Linked DNA regions of Mus musculus: region 2 is linked to region 1. The links are chromatin contacts, called in public HiCAR-type maps. All regions are on one chromosome and are shown on one strand. Each heading gives the region's core, a stretch centred on a gene start, on an enhancer-like site or on the middle of the called end of the contact. The rest is flanking DNA. Distances are from core to core; before and after follow the strand shown. Region 1 has its middle 10 kb from the start of Gm19656. Region 2 overlaps Uvrag (UV radiation resistance associated gene).

Region 1 (5,848 bases), core at 2,141-4,640:
TCTGGCCACACTTTGTTGATGTTTATAAACGGGCAGTAAATAATCCTTGCACAGACTGTGTTATTGCTTTTCCTTTAAAAACTGAAGTGAGGTAAATTGCCCTGTGGTCTTTTCTGAAATCAATTAAATCAACACAAAGGGATTTATCAAAACATTGGCAAGCAGACCCATAGGACCAGGGATGGTCGGTGGCTGAGTCCCAGACAGGCAAGAAAGGGGAGGAAAGCAGTTCAGGGCACACTGGAAACCCTTGGATGCTTCTGGAATCTGCTGTGCTGGTACTTCTGGAACTGGGCAGGAGCTAACGACACAAAGACTGCATGGAAATCTATTTAAGAAACAGATTCCTGGGCTGCAGAGGTGGCTCAGTGGTTAAGAGCACTTTCTGTTCTTGCAGAGGATCAGGGTTCAGTTCTGGGCACCCACATGGTGGTTCATAAGTGTCTATAACTTCCATTCCGGGAGATTGGATGCCTTCCTCTGAACTCCGTGGGTACCACGCATGAACGTAGCACACATACATACATGCAGGGGAAGCACTCACGTACATAAAATAAAAATAAATATGTGTTAACGTTGGAAGGGGTAGATTCCAAGTTTTCCCATGCCACCCCTCTGCACAATAGCAACAAATGGTCCAGGAGGAATTGACACAAGAGCTCAGGCAGGAGCTTTTCTCTTCATCAGTCTTTGAAGTGCCTCAACCAGATCCTGCATGCAACTCTATTCTGTTCCCAGAGAACCAAGCCTGTGCTGTAGTGTTCCATTCTTAGACACAAGCACAGAGATGAGCAGGCACTTGGGGACACCCCCAGTGGGAGAGTCAAAGGTTTTAAAGGATAAAAGGCAAAGTAACATCAAAATCCCAGGGAGAACTAAAAAGGAATCTAGATAAGGGAGTCGACATGAAGCAGGCTTCAAACAGAAAAGAGTAATTAGTGCTCTAAAAATCGAGGTATTATAGTCATTGAACAAGAATGGGATGCTACAAAACAAGAACTCTTGGGCGTTAAATATAAAATAGCAAAAAGGGGGAATTAAGAAGAACAATTGGAAGAAAGTTTGGAGGAAAACAGAGCAGAATGATGAAGAGAAACCAGAAGAGAGGGGATAATGAGGATGTAAGGGGATTCAGCCCAGATAGCCAGAGCAATGGAAGGCTAGTCGGAAACACTGACGGTCAACAAGACAGGAGCTTATGATGGAAGCCGCCCCAGGTCAGCAAGGATGGCTCACCAGGTAAGGGCGCTTGCCTGAGCCTGATTCAATTCTTTGGAAGGCTACTGAAAGGTGCTATCCTTTGAGCCAGACTGCTTCCATCTTTGTTAAATTAGCTGTGCTTGCTTGTGAGAGAGTTCAGCACAATCTGGCCTGTGGAGATTCCCTCTGGGAAAGAGTTGGTGGGGTCAGTGGATCATCCTATGAGTACCAGCCATTCTTCCCAGCCCTCTATATGCCATTCAGCCCTAATTGAACATGACCTTTTGCTGCAGTATATAGGCTCAAAACTCTAGGGGAAGAAGACTCCACATATGTTGCTATGGGAACAATCAGGGTGACTGCTTTGGAGTCATCCACTCTCCTATAAGCAGCTCCTCATCTGTGCATGCCCTGGAAATAAGCCCCATAAACTCATTGGTTCCCCAGCATGAGCTTCAGTGAAATAAAGTTTTTGTTCATCATTAGAATCGTAGAGGGAGGGAGACATAGTTTATGTCTTCCTCCAAGGAAGGATTTTAGCAACAGGGACTCACATGGTGGAAGGAGAGAACGGACTCTTGCAAGTTGTCTTCTTATTCCCACTGGAGTCACGCTTCAGACGAGATGAGAACATGAACCAAAGTAGAGAGGAATGCAGCACCCAAGAAAGAATGTGGCTGGGAGAGCAGGAAAAGGATGGTGGAGGCCAGAGGACTTAGGATGGAAAGCAACTCATCCTGATTATACAGGCTGGGAGGCTGGGAGGCTGGGGGGCTGGGAGGGTTGGGAGGCTGGGAGAGCCTTCCAATAAACACCAGTGCACATTGAAACATGCTGAGACTGATGCTACTGCATCTGCTGTGCAGGGACAGAAAAGTAATCACAGAACACTACATGCCTGTGTTGTCAGCAGCGTTGCCTCGATCGGTTGCTGCAAAGAGTTCTGGTAGCCAAAGTTGTGATGCAATTATGCCAAGAAGTGGGGAGACACAGACTGTACAGGTGGCTGTAGAGATAACAAGGGGAGGGGATGACAGGTCAAGAAGCAGCTGGGGAGGCAGGGACAGGGCAGATCTCAGAGACACAGTGACTGACCAGCCTAACTTAATTGGTGAAGGTCAGGTGCCAGTGAGAGATGCTATCTCAAGATGGACAGCACCTGAAGAATAACACCAGGGTTGATTTCTGGCCTGTAAACACACACACACACACACACACACACACACACACACACACACACACACACACACACACACGTGCACACACATCAGAGAGAGGGGGAAGAGGGAGAGGGAAGCTAAATAATTTAAAGTTAAAAGCTGTTGTCCCCTTAGAGTGAAAAGGGATGTTACAAGGTTTCAAGACTTTCCAAAACCTATATGTGCACAACTGAACTCAAAAGATTGCATGCCTACATGCCCCTAAGCCAAGGGGCCACCAATGGCCCGAGGCAGTTCTTTTCAGTTGAAGCCTTACATTAACACGGACCAATTCCTCAGTGGCAACAGGGGTGCTGTGGAGGATGCTGGAAGCCAACTAAGTGGATGCCTTTTGATGCCTCTGTGGTCCCTGCAACCTGTAATGATGCTTTCTCCCCACACCTGCATCAGCTCTTTTCACCGCGACAAGTGCCCAGTTTCAACCGTCTAGCAGATATTTGTTGGGTCTCATCACTGCCAGCAGACTCTAAAGTCTTCTAAGGACAGTGACTTCAGCGCAGATTAGCCACTCCTTTGCCCCATATGTAAATGATCAGCAGCTACTGAGCATCAGGCTGCTGGAACAATATGACCCTTGCTGCTTAGTCATCAGAAGGGTAATCCTTAGTCTTGCTCTGCCTCATGGTTCTGGAACAACGAAAATGCTTGACAAATTGCCTGATTGAGTGGCTGGGGCTTCTACATTCCCCTGGGCTGTAGGATTTGACCAGCTCTCAGAACCTTCTAGCAAAGTGCCAAGATGTTCTGTGTATCAGCAGAGGTGATGCAGAAGAGAATGGGCTCTGAGTCTGGGAGGTATAGGACTGGGACCTGAGAAGATGTGGGGCGAAAGGATGTGGTGGTGAGGTCCCGGGGGGTTCGTGGGTGTCGTGGAGACCTGCTGTAGGAGTATGGGAGCAGGAGGAAACAGGGAGTCAGGGTATCTCAAAGCAGCTACAGAGCAGCCTGGATGGAGAAGTGACTCATCCCGGCCTGTCCCACCCAGAACTGTCTAACTCACTGCCCCTTGGTCTGGCTTCCAGTGCTGAGTTCCCCATCTGGAAAGATGTGTGAGCCAGATTCTTCCCCACCCTAGGATAGGGTGGGTGGGGTCCCAGGCCCAGGCCTCCTTTCCTTTGGCTGGTGCATAGCTGAAGATGCTGGCTCAAGGACTCCAGAAGAATGGGACACCAGATCATTTAACTCAGAAGTTCCCAAATGCTATGGATTGGCTAGTTTGAACTAAAGAAATGGCAACCAACAGCAAATTATCAATTTTATTTATTATGATTTGTTAAGAACATTCTAAGTAACACTCCTTTAAAAAATGTGTTTGACCGTGGAGACCAGAAGAGGGCGTCGTATCCTCTGGAGCTAGAGTTACAGGCAGCTGCTTTGAGCAGCTTCACACAATGCTGGGGATCTTAGCAACCACCTCCAGCCTCAAGAAGAAGCACCTATCAAGCACCTACCATCTGGGGAGGCAGCTTAGCGGTCAATCTCTTCCTAGCCCATATAAGGCCCCGAGTCCCATCCCCAGCATTGGAAAATCACCCCAGTGTCCTGTTTCCTGGCATGAGCGATGCTTACCATGGATTCAAGCAGTAGAAGTGCAACAACCTGTCCATGCATGTAGCTGTGTGCCAGCCTGAGTACACACTGGACATGCAAGCACTTCAGCCATAAAACCATCATGTGCAGTATGGCCCTGACATTTAAAAATAAATTTAATCCCAAAATGTAAGAGTGGCTGGGACTTGACCAGACTGGGACAACAAGGGAATAAGAAAGAACAGACACGACTACAGAAAAGCTGGGGTCAGGTGGACTGTGTGTGCTCTGATGGACTCTCTGATCTGGGTAGAAGGTGTCTGCCTGCAAGTCAGCCAAGGATGCAGGCCTCCAGGAGCTGCTGTTGCTAGTTTTTTGCACACACAGGCCAATCATTTGTAAACACATGCACTTGCTCACACTGTCGGCATTCCCTCTCAGAGCAGAGAAGGCTTTGCCGTTCCTCTGAGCCTCACCCCGAGGTGGCTGGGAAGCTGAGCTACTTCCATGGGTCTGCGGCACTAGGGTCCTAGGCATGGCCCTGCCTATGTCAAACAGACACGTTCACTCAAGGCTTCTCTGCTCCCCACGTATAAGGAAGGCACAGTGTAAAGGACAGTCACTCATCCTAACAGGGGGCACAGTAAAGCTTCCGTTGCTTACTTTCTGTGTATAACACCAAAACAACTTCCAGGGGAGAAATGACCAAAACCCCATTTCACAGCTCCACTCCACACTGGCTTTCGAGGTTCACTACAGGGGTTTCACACCCAGCCCCAGCTCCCCACTCTGACCCGGCTGAGGACAATCCAGTTCCTCCTCGGTTATCTCCAAGGGAGAGAAAGCCACACCCAGAATAAATCTATGGAATATGCACTGTTCATAGAACATGGCGAGAGAGGCGGAGAAGCAACTGCCAGCCCTGCTCTCTAACCCTCCTGCCTCGAAGGCCAGGCCAGGTGGAGGGGTCTCAGCCATCAGGTGCCTTAGTCACATGGCAGAGTGATCAGAGCTTTGTCTGAAAGGGATGCTGTATACCCAAGAGACCCTGGTCAGTCTCTCCATTGGCAAGCTTTCGAGGAATGCCAATGTCCCTTGGACAAAAACTGAGACCCAGAGAAGAGTTGGGGGGAAACCTGGGCTCTGGGGCCATTCCCTCTACTTCATTCTTGGTCCTGAGAGCTGCTCACAGGTCCTGCCACGAGGCTATCATCCTTCAGACAGCCCTCCAGGGCTCGTGCTGGGCTGCAGGGAATGGTTTGAGTTACTTGCACGGAGACTTCCCCCTCAGAAGCCAGACAGCACTCTCTGGTTGGCAGGCATACAACTCAGCGGGGCTGGGCTCCTGCGCGAGAGGCCAGAGCTGCTACAATGGAGGGCTTCAGCCACCCAAGCCTGTTCAGGGCTGCTGTCACCAGGCTTAGGCTGACACCCTGGCTCTGGCAGAGAATGGGCGGGGCAGGAGGGGAGGTTAAGAAGGTTCTGCCAGGTGGGTTGGAGACGGATATTTGGCCTCTGCCAATCGGGTCTCTTTCCATCTGGAGAGCGTTGCTCAGCTGGCCCCCTCCTTGTTTCTGTCTCCTCAGCCATGCCCAGTCTCCGTCGACTGCATAAAGCTTCTTTGATTAATGAGGCCATGAAGAAGCTGCTTCAGGTTCTGGCCTTACCACCCAATCTGGAAAGTGGCTGGTTATAGGTGATAATCTTTTGAAAGGATTTGTTAATTGTGTGTGTGTGTGTGTGTGTGCATGAACATATGCATGCATGCATTTGTGCATGTGTGTGCAGTGCCACGGAGGCAGGAAAGGGGTGTCATATTCCCCTGGAGCTGGGCTTACAGAGGGTTGTGAGCTACCTACCTGTAGTGGGTGCTTGGATTTGAACTTGGGTCCTCTGGA
Region 2 (6,496 bases), core at 196-2,695, 190 kb before region 1:
ATTTGGCTCTGTCCAGGGAAGTTGAACATCTGTATATGAGAGTGTTTATAGCAACAGTATTCATATTAGCCAAAGACTAAAGACAGGCTGCAATCCATTAGCAATGTGTCCATTGCTAATCATGGGTGTTTACATATGGAATACTGTGCCACCACAGAGCCATGGCAGTGACTAGGACATTGAATGCCAAGATGCACAGCACATGGGATGGCGGAAAGAGATCGCTGCAAGTGTGCAATTCACACCAGACAAGGGTCAGCAGTGCTGTTAGGAATGAACTATACATCAAGCTGAGGCTGGATTACCAGTGAGGAAGGGAAAGAATTAGCACAAAGGGGGCTCCTGGGGATCCTGTGGGACCCAGCTTCTTCTCTCTGTAGCCTGAGTCGTGTCTGCACAGTGTTTGCCTTATCATTCTGATCCTTTAAACTGTACATCGTATGTCATGTGCTCGTCTGTGTAACAGCAGTGAAAGGGTATACGTAGCACCCTCGGCTGAGTACTGGTCTGGTCTAAAGATGCCATTGGCTATGATGAAAGGCATCGTTTTATTGTCATGTACCCCAGAAGAAAAAGAACTTTGAAGTAGAGCAGCAATAGCTCATATGTAGGCAGAGTAGGCTTTTATATGTATATTCTATATACCTAATCACCATATAGTATTTCTGTGTCATTAGTGTGGAAGCAAGCTTGGGCTAATTTTGGGTAGAAAAGAAATTTTTAAACAATGACTGAAGCAAATCTATGTGGAGTGTTTCTGATGTTCTATATTATAGAGGTATACGCTGAAAACAGCATCTGTGAACATCTTAAGAATATGTGATAAAGCAAGCTGTCCACAGACGAGCTGACTGGGTTTTAGACAGATGTCTTTCCAGCATTCCTACAAATGTGTGGGATTTTCCAAAACCCTAGTGGTAAATGAATTTGTGGGCATTTGCTGCTCACAGGTCAATCCTCTGTGCTCAGCACTGAAATCAAAGCTAATTAGAGGAGAGTGAGAGAGCCTGCCTCTATGCCAGTCACACACTAATTGCGGTGGTCACTCTATCCAAAGATGGCTGAACTCTGACCGCCAAGCTAACCACAAGAAGGAAATTACTTTGTATAGCTAAGCCAAACAATTTTTTTTTTATTTCATTTGTAATGTCACTTAGAATTCTTCTGGAAGGCTTGTGAAGTCTTGCTTTCTTTTAATATGCTCTCATAATGACAAGGTCCCCTGAGAATGAAGTCATCCAACTGGAATGTGCCTGTGTCTTAACTCTGATAAACATCACTTCATGGTATTTTGGAGATTAAAAGAGACTAAAACATGTAAATGTTACTTTCAGATTATTCCGAAACCCGTGGCCCAGCAATCAGAATAGCTTAGCCCCAGCCAGTGCTGAGCAGTGGGCATTCCACATTGGCAGGACAGCCTTAGGTCACTGCTCTGTCTTGTGTGTGGACTTGGAGCTTGTGATGTCCTGGAATGTAATTGCTTCATCTCTGAGGCACATTTATGTGTCCCTCTGCCCCTTGTCCTAATTCATCATCTGCTTTATAGTAATTCCACCCAGACAAGGCCGTCAGGCCCCGCTGGAGGATGTGAGGTGCTGTGAGTGGATGCATGCTCTAATCAGTGACGTTAGTTTATATCTCCTTATTAAGATACCCATTACATTCATACCAGGAGAGATAACACGCACACTAATGCACTTTCTGTCGTCCATCGGAGCTTTGTTATTTATTTCCATAAAGGCGGCATTAATAACCAAGTGTAAGAGGCTAAGAGGATGTAGGGCTTTTAGTCACGGTCTAAGATATTTAGTGAGATGTAGCCGCGAGAAGCAGGGACATCGTATTATGTTGTCGTTTTATTCTTTACCCCGTCCTAAAGCACAGCCATTATGATATACCTCATTTTGTTTATTTTAAAAGTTAATTCATATCTTTTGTGTAATCATTTTCCAAACAAAATGTATTGTCCTAGTTTCCCTATACTTTATATCTTGCTTTTCTGATTTTAAACCAAAACATAGAATATATTCAAAGGTTCGTGTACTTGGACACGGAAGCCAGAAAGTACTCGTTGAATGTACTAGTCTAGTTCTGGGTATTGGCAGATACAAAAGTTTCTTCTTACGAAAAATAGTGCAGAGGTTGCAGAGATGGCTCAGTGGTTAGAACACTTGTTCTTGCAGAGGACTCAGTTTCAGTTCCCAGCACCAACATGACAGCTCAGAGCTATCTGTAAGTCCAGTTCCAAGGGATCCAACAGCCGCTTCTGGCCTCTGTGAACACTGTGTACATATGTGCTACATAGACACCCATGCAGGCAAACACTTAGATACATAAAATAAAAAGTAATAAATTATCTTTTAAAAAGGAAAACGAGAAGAAAGACAACCTAGCGGCTAGGAAGTTAGTAGTTACAAATGCTCCCTGCTCTTGCAGAGGGCTTGAGTTTGGTTCCTGGCACCCACATCAGTGAGGCTCACAAATGCCTGTAATTCCAGCTCCGGGGATACATAGACGATTACATTCTCCCTCGTGCATCAGCTCTACCACCGTATCTGCTCAGGCAATGTCTTTGGGTTTTTATTATCAGCTCAGTGGTGACTCATTTGAGGGATCCATCAAGGACCACGCTCTGTGCCACGCACACCTGGCTACCTGTCTAGTTCACCTTTGGCTTTGCGTTTATTGCTTTTCAGAGCTATGCATGCAGCTCATTGTACCAGGAAGCCACAGCTCTGCAAACCTGCTAGCTCGTGCCCTTCTCTCCCTCCCAGCACATTACACATTACCTCAAGCTTTGACTCCTTGTCCCTGTGTGTTATCCCAGGTGCAGGAGAACTGGGCTGGAGAGCCTTTTGAATTTGCCCTTTGTATCAGGCCTCCCTACTGTGAAGTGCTTCCCAGACTCACTCTAGGGAAATTCTCCATTTGGAGTTCTCTTCCTAGGTCATTACACAGGTCAATACTGGCATTCACTCTCACTGACGGTTGGGTCGGAACAGATTCCAGGAGTGGAGTACATATTAAAACAGTTTGTTAGAGGAGAGTGGGAAGGGTGGGGAAAGCCTAATGCATATAGGATGTCTATAGAAGGAAGGTAGAGGGCAAGCCAGGAAGAATTGGGGCTTTCATCAGCCCTGAGAAAGACCCATCCTACCTCACAGGAAGTCCTCAAGCTCAGCTGCCCACTGGAGGACGTCCATGTACCACAGGCCTTATTTAGCATCTCTGCCAAACCGTCATTGGCTGAGGTGCTGGACCACTGGACGGATCCAGAGCTTTAGCTGGACCATCAGCCAGTTGCACACTGTGTAATCGGAGGTGTGAGGGATGCACACCACAGCTTCCATGCTCATGGTGACCGTTAAAGCACTGCAAAAGCCCTCTGAACCTCAGTTCAGAATGGTAACACAGCCAGCGGGGTTATCTTAAATACAAAGTAGGATGTAGACCAGTAAGATATTAAATGAAGTAAATAAATGTGTAAATCACTAGAACATGGCCATAATAAATGACCAGTCTGTGCTAGCCCGTGGTTAGTTTTAGATAGCTTTTTTTTTTTTTTTTTTTTTTGTCTGAACAAGGCCAAACCCAGTTCCTTGTTAGTGGTAAAAAAAAGTAGGGGAATACTTGAGCATTAGACATCACCAGCATTGGGAGTGGAAATGTCGACATTATCCCCCAACGCTGCTCTCTCTTTGTTATTGTTGCCCTGGACATCACCAAGATGAGGGACATCAGTATTCCCTTGGTCAGTCTGGATTTTTCGGGTGAGTCTTTCTTACACCATTGAAGCAGGAGTGGTTCTGAGGCGGCCAGTGTGATCTGAAGGGCAGCGTGCCATCTGCAGCTGGATAAGAAACTTACTCCACATGTAAATCGGCCCTATCAGTAAACAGTGCTCTGCTCGGGAGCTGCTTTTTTTCACTTATAGAGGGCATTTTCGGTGAAGGAAGCAATATGTTTGTTGGTACTTCATCATGAGTTCCTTGTTTGCTGCGAGTGCTCTCTAAGAGCGGTTGGTGCTCCAGTCTAGGTTGTTACACACAAGCAGAGCTGGATTGTAAAGTTACAAACCAGCTTGTGGGGTTCCTGACTGGTGTTCTGCCTGCCTGCATGTTGAAGGCCTCCATTCAGTGCATGGGACAGTCATGTTACTGGTAAGGACACTGGTATCCTTGTCATCCTTCAGCACCAGGGCCTGTGATCCTATCTCAAAGTCAGCATTCTGTCACAGTTTTCAAGTCCATTTCCGGGTCCGTTCTTTTGGTGGTCCATTCATCAGCATCTCTGGAGCTCTTGCTGCACGCCAGAGACGTGTGCCTGGTGATGACCGTGCACCCTTCCGTTCTGCCTAGCCACATCCACTCTGCACAGGCATTGCAGCAGACTCCAAGAGTGTAGCCTGGCTTAAGTAATACAAAAGAAACATGGCGCCTGCTTATGGATGTATGCTGAAGATTGTGGCCCGTTACTGCTACTGTCTAAGACATTTTGAACCGTGAGTGCCCTCCTTAGATCCACAAGCCTACATTTTTTTTAGTTCTTTTCACTACATATTCCAGAAATACTGGATATCAATCCATAACAGTGCCCCTCTCTACAGTGGATGCTGGAATTTCCCATGGTTCTTCACTTCTGTGACTTTCTTCCCTGGAATGGCCTTGGGCAGGGAGCCGTGAATCCAGGAGGCTGCTCAGGGCCCCTTCCCTTGTACAGGGATTTGAGGTACTGGCTATATTTTGTTTTTAATTGTCAGCATCCTTTCCTGTTTGAAATTGATTCAGTGGAGATTTGCAGTGTTTTTTCTGTGTGTTCCCAGATCTATGCTAGCTTGTTAACATGATGTAGTAGACCAGGAATATCCAGTTTTGCTTTCATACTCTTAAAAACTAAAGTGCATGTTTCATAAAGCTAAAGGGTCCCAAGAGCCAGTTAATATAAAGCAATATTTTTCCAAGGTCAGAAGTGATTTAAATATGAAAGATCATATTTTATCATAAGCATAACAGGCTTAACAAAATCTAGACAGACAAATTGCTAGTTTAGAAATGATCTGAACTTACCCATCCCCCCACCCCCCAGGAAAGAAAAAAGGAAAGCAGAAACCCACAAGGCTTGGAATATGGCACCAGGCGAGGTCTCACGGATCCCCAGGCTGTGGCTCTGCAGCGTGATGGGAAAGGCTTTGTTTTCATTGTCACGCTGCGTGCTCTGTCCTCTGAGTCCTCGGCATCGCTGTTTATAGCAAGAACCTGTGTCCCAGAGGGGCGGCCCGGTTTCTCAGCCCTTCTCATTGATGTAATCTGACTTGTTTTGGTTCCTTTCCTTGGGCCTAACATTTCTCGAGGCCCTAACATAAATTATTGCCTTGCGGATCCCTCGGCGTCAGCTTCGCTCAGGGATGTGCTGCCTCTGCAGTTCCTGCATTGTCACGTGTGAGAGATTTACTTTCCTCAGAGAGTCCTAAGGGTTCTCCGTGTGCACACACTCTCTCACACACACCCTGGCACGTATGCTTGTGGCTGTGCCTGGTACACAGGAATACCAGTGAGAAAGTCAAACAGAGGCTTGGCGAATTCCTCTGTGAGCTTCCTGGGCAGGTTTCAGCTGACAGGGTTGCTAAGGCTGATGTGCTCACTCAGTAATGTGCTTTTCAAAAAAGTCTGATTTTGCTTCTTCTCCTCAGGGATTGTGACTTATCAGAACCCTGCCTGCTTCATGTCCTCTGTGAAAGCGCATTGATTCTTACTGACCAGTTGGTATTGCAGAAACCAATGTAAGCAACGAAGGTTCTGTCATAGATAATAGATGTGAAGCCTGAGTGTCAAGCATGGCCCTTTGGTCCTGTGGCCCCTGTAATTGGTGGAATTCCCCCCACATTACAGATGAACTCCTTAACGCTCAGGAGAATGAAACAGCTTGCCAGGAGGCCCGGGATAGTTTCTCTAAAGATTTTCCTGTGTATTATTTGATTTGATCCTGACAGCACTCATAAAGAGTGGCAGGGGTAATCTTCCTGTTTTCCCATTTCAGAGTTGGGTAGATATGGTGGCTACTACAGTAGGCACGTTTCCATCTAGGACTATCCTCCAAGCCGAAATAGAACTTAACATTTGTATGACCCAGTTGTGACATTGGTCACACCATGGCAGTGCCACTATGGTTGTACACTTGCTGTTTTGTTTGTTGGTTTGGTTTGGTTTTTTTGTAAGAGATTCTTCAATGTGTGCTAGGTAGACTCCCCCTCAGATATTCTCCTGCAGACTACGTGCCTTTTTATAGGGAGAGGCAGCAAGCAGCCCTGCACATCTGTTCACGTCTGTTCCTGGCTTAGAGCTGAGAACCAGAGCCAGGTGGCATGGTGCACACCTCTAAGCCCAGCACTTGGGAGACAAAGCAAGCTCCAGGACATCCAGGGCTACACAGAGGAACCTGTCTCTGTAGATGGAAAAGCAGTGTAGACCTACCTCTCTCCCTGACCTTGTTGAAA

The links. HiCAR-type assays count read pairs that join an accessible place to other places.
Region 2: a contact with region 1 is called in a HiCAR-type map of fibro-adipogenic progenitors, with 4 times the contacts expected there. The contact joins two enhancer-like sites. A contact is called at or near these places in 8 of 39 promoter capture datasets (the 3T3-L1 cell line, cranial neural crest, embryonic stem cells and 4 more), 1 of 115 datasets of contacts at active chromatin or transcription factors (fibro-adipogenic progenitors) and 1 of 9 other capture datasets (embryonic stem cells).

What each region holds. Positions count from the first base shown.
Region 1 is chr7:98,734,548-98,740,395 of GRCm38.p6, reverse strand. No RefSeq gene overlaps it. Among named protein-coding and RNA genes, the nearest start is that of Gm19656, 10 kb to the right of the region's middle. Within about 2 kb of position 3,390, at least 15 of the 459 cell types and tissues checked have an H3K27ac peak or open chromatin away from gene starts, as enhancers often do. A contact at or near this core is called in fibro-adipogenic progenitors, where this site is marked.
Region 2 is chr7:98,923,485-98,929,980 of GRCm38.p6, reverse strand. All of the region lies in intron 13 of Uvrag (UV radiation resistance associated gene), which reads left to right. Among named protein-coding and RNA genes, the nearest start is that of Gm33827, 50 kb to the right of the region's middle. Within about 2 kb of position 1,445, at least 54 of the 459 cell types and tissues checked have an H3K27ac peak or open chromatin away from gene starts, as enhancers often do. A contact at or near this core is called in fibro-adipogenic progenitors, where this site is marked.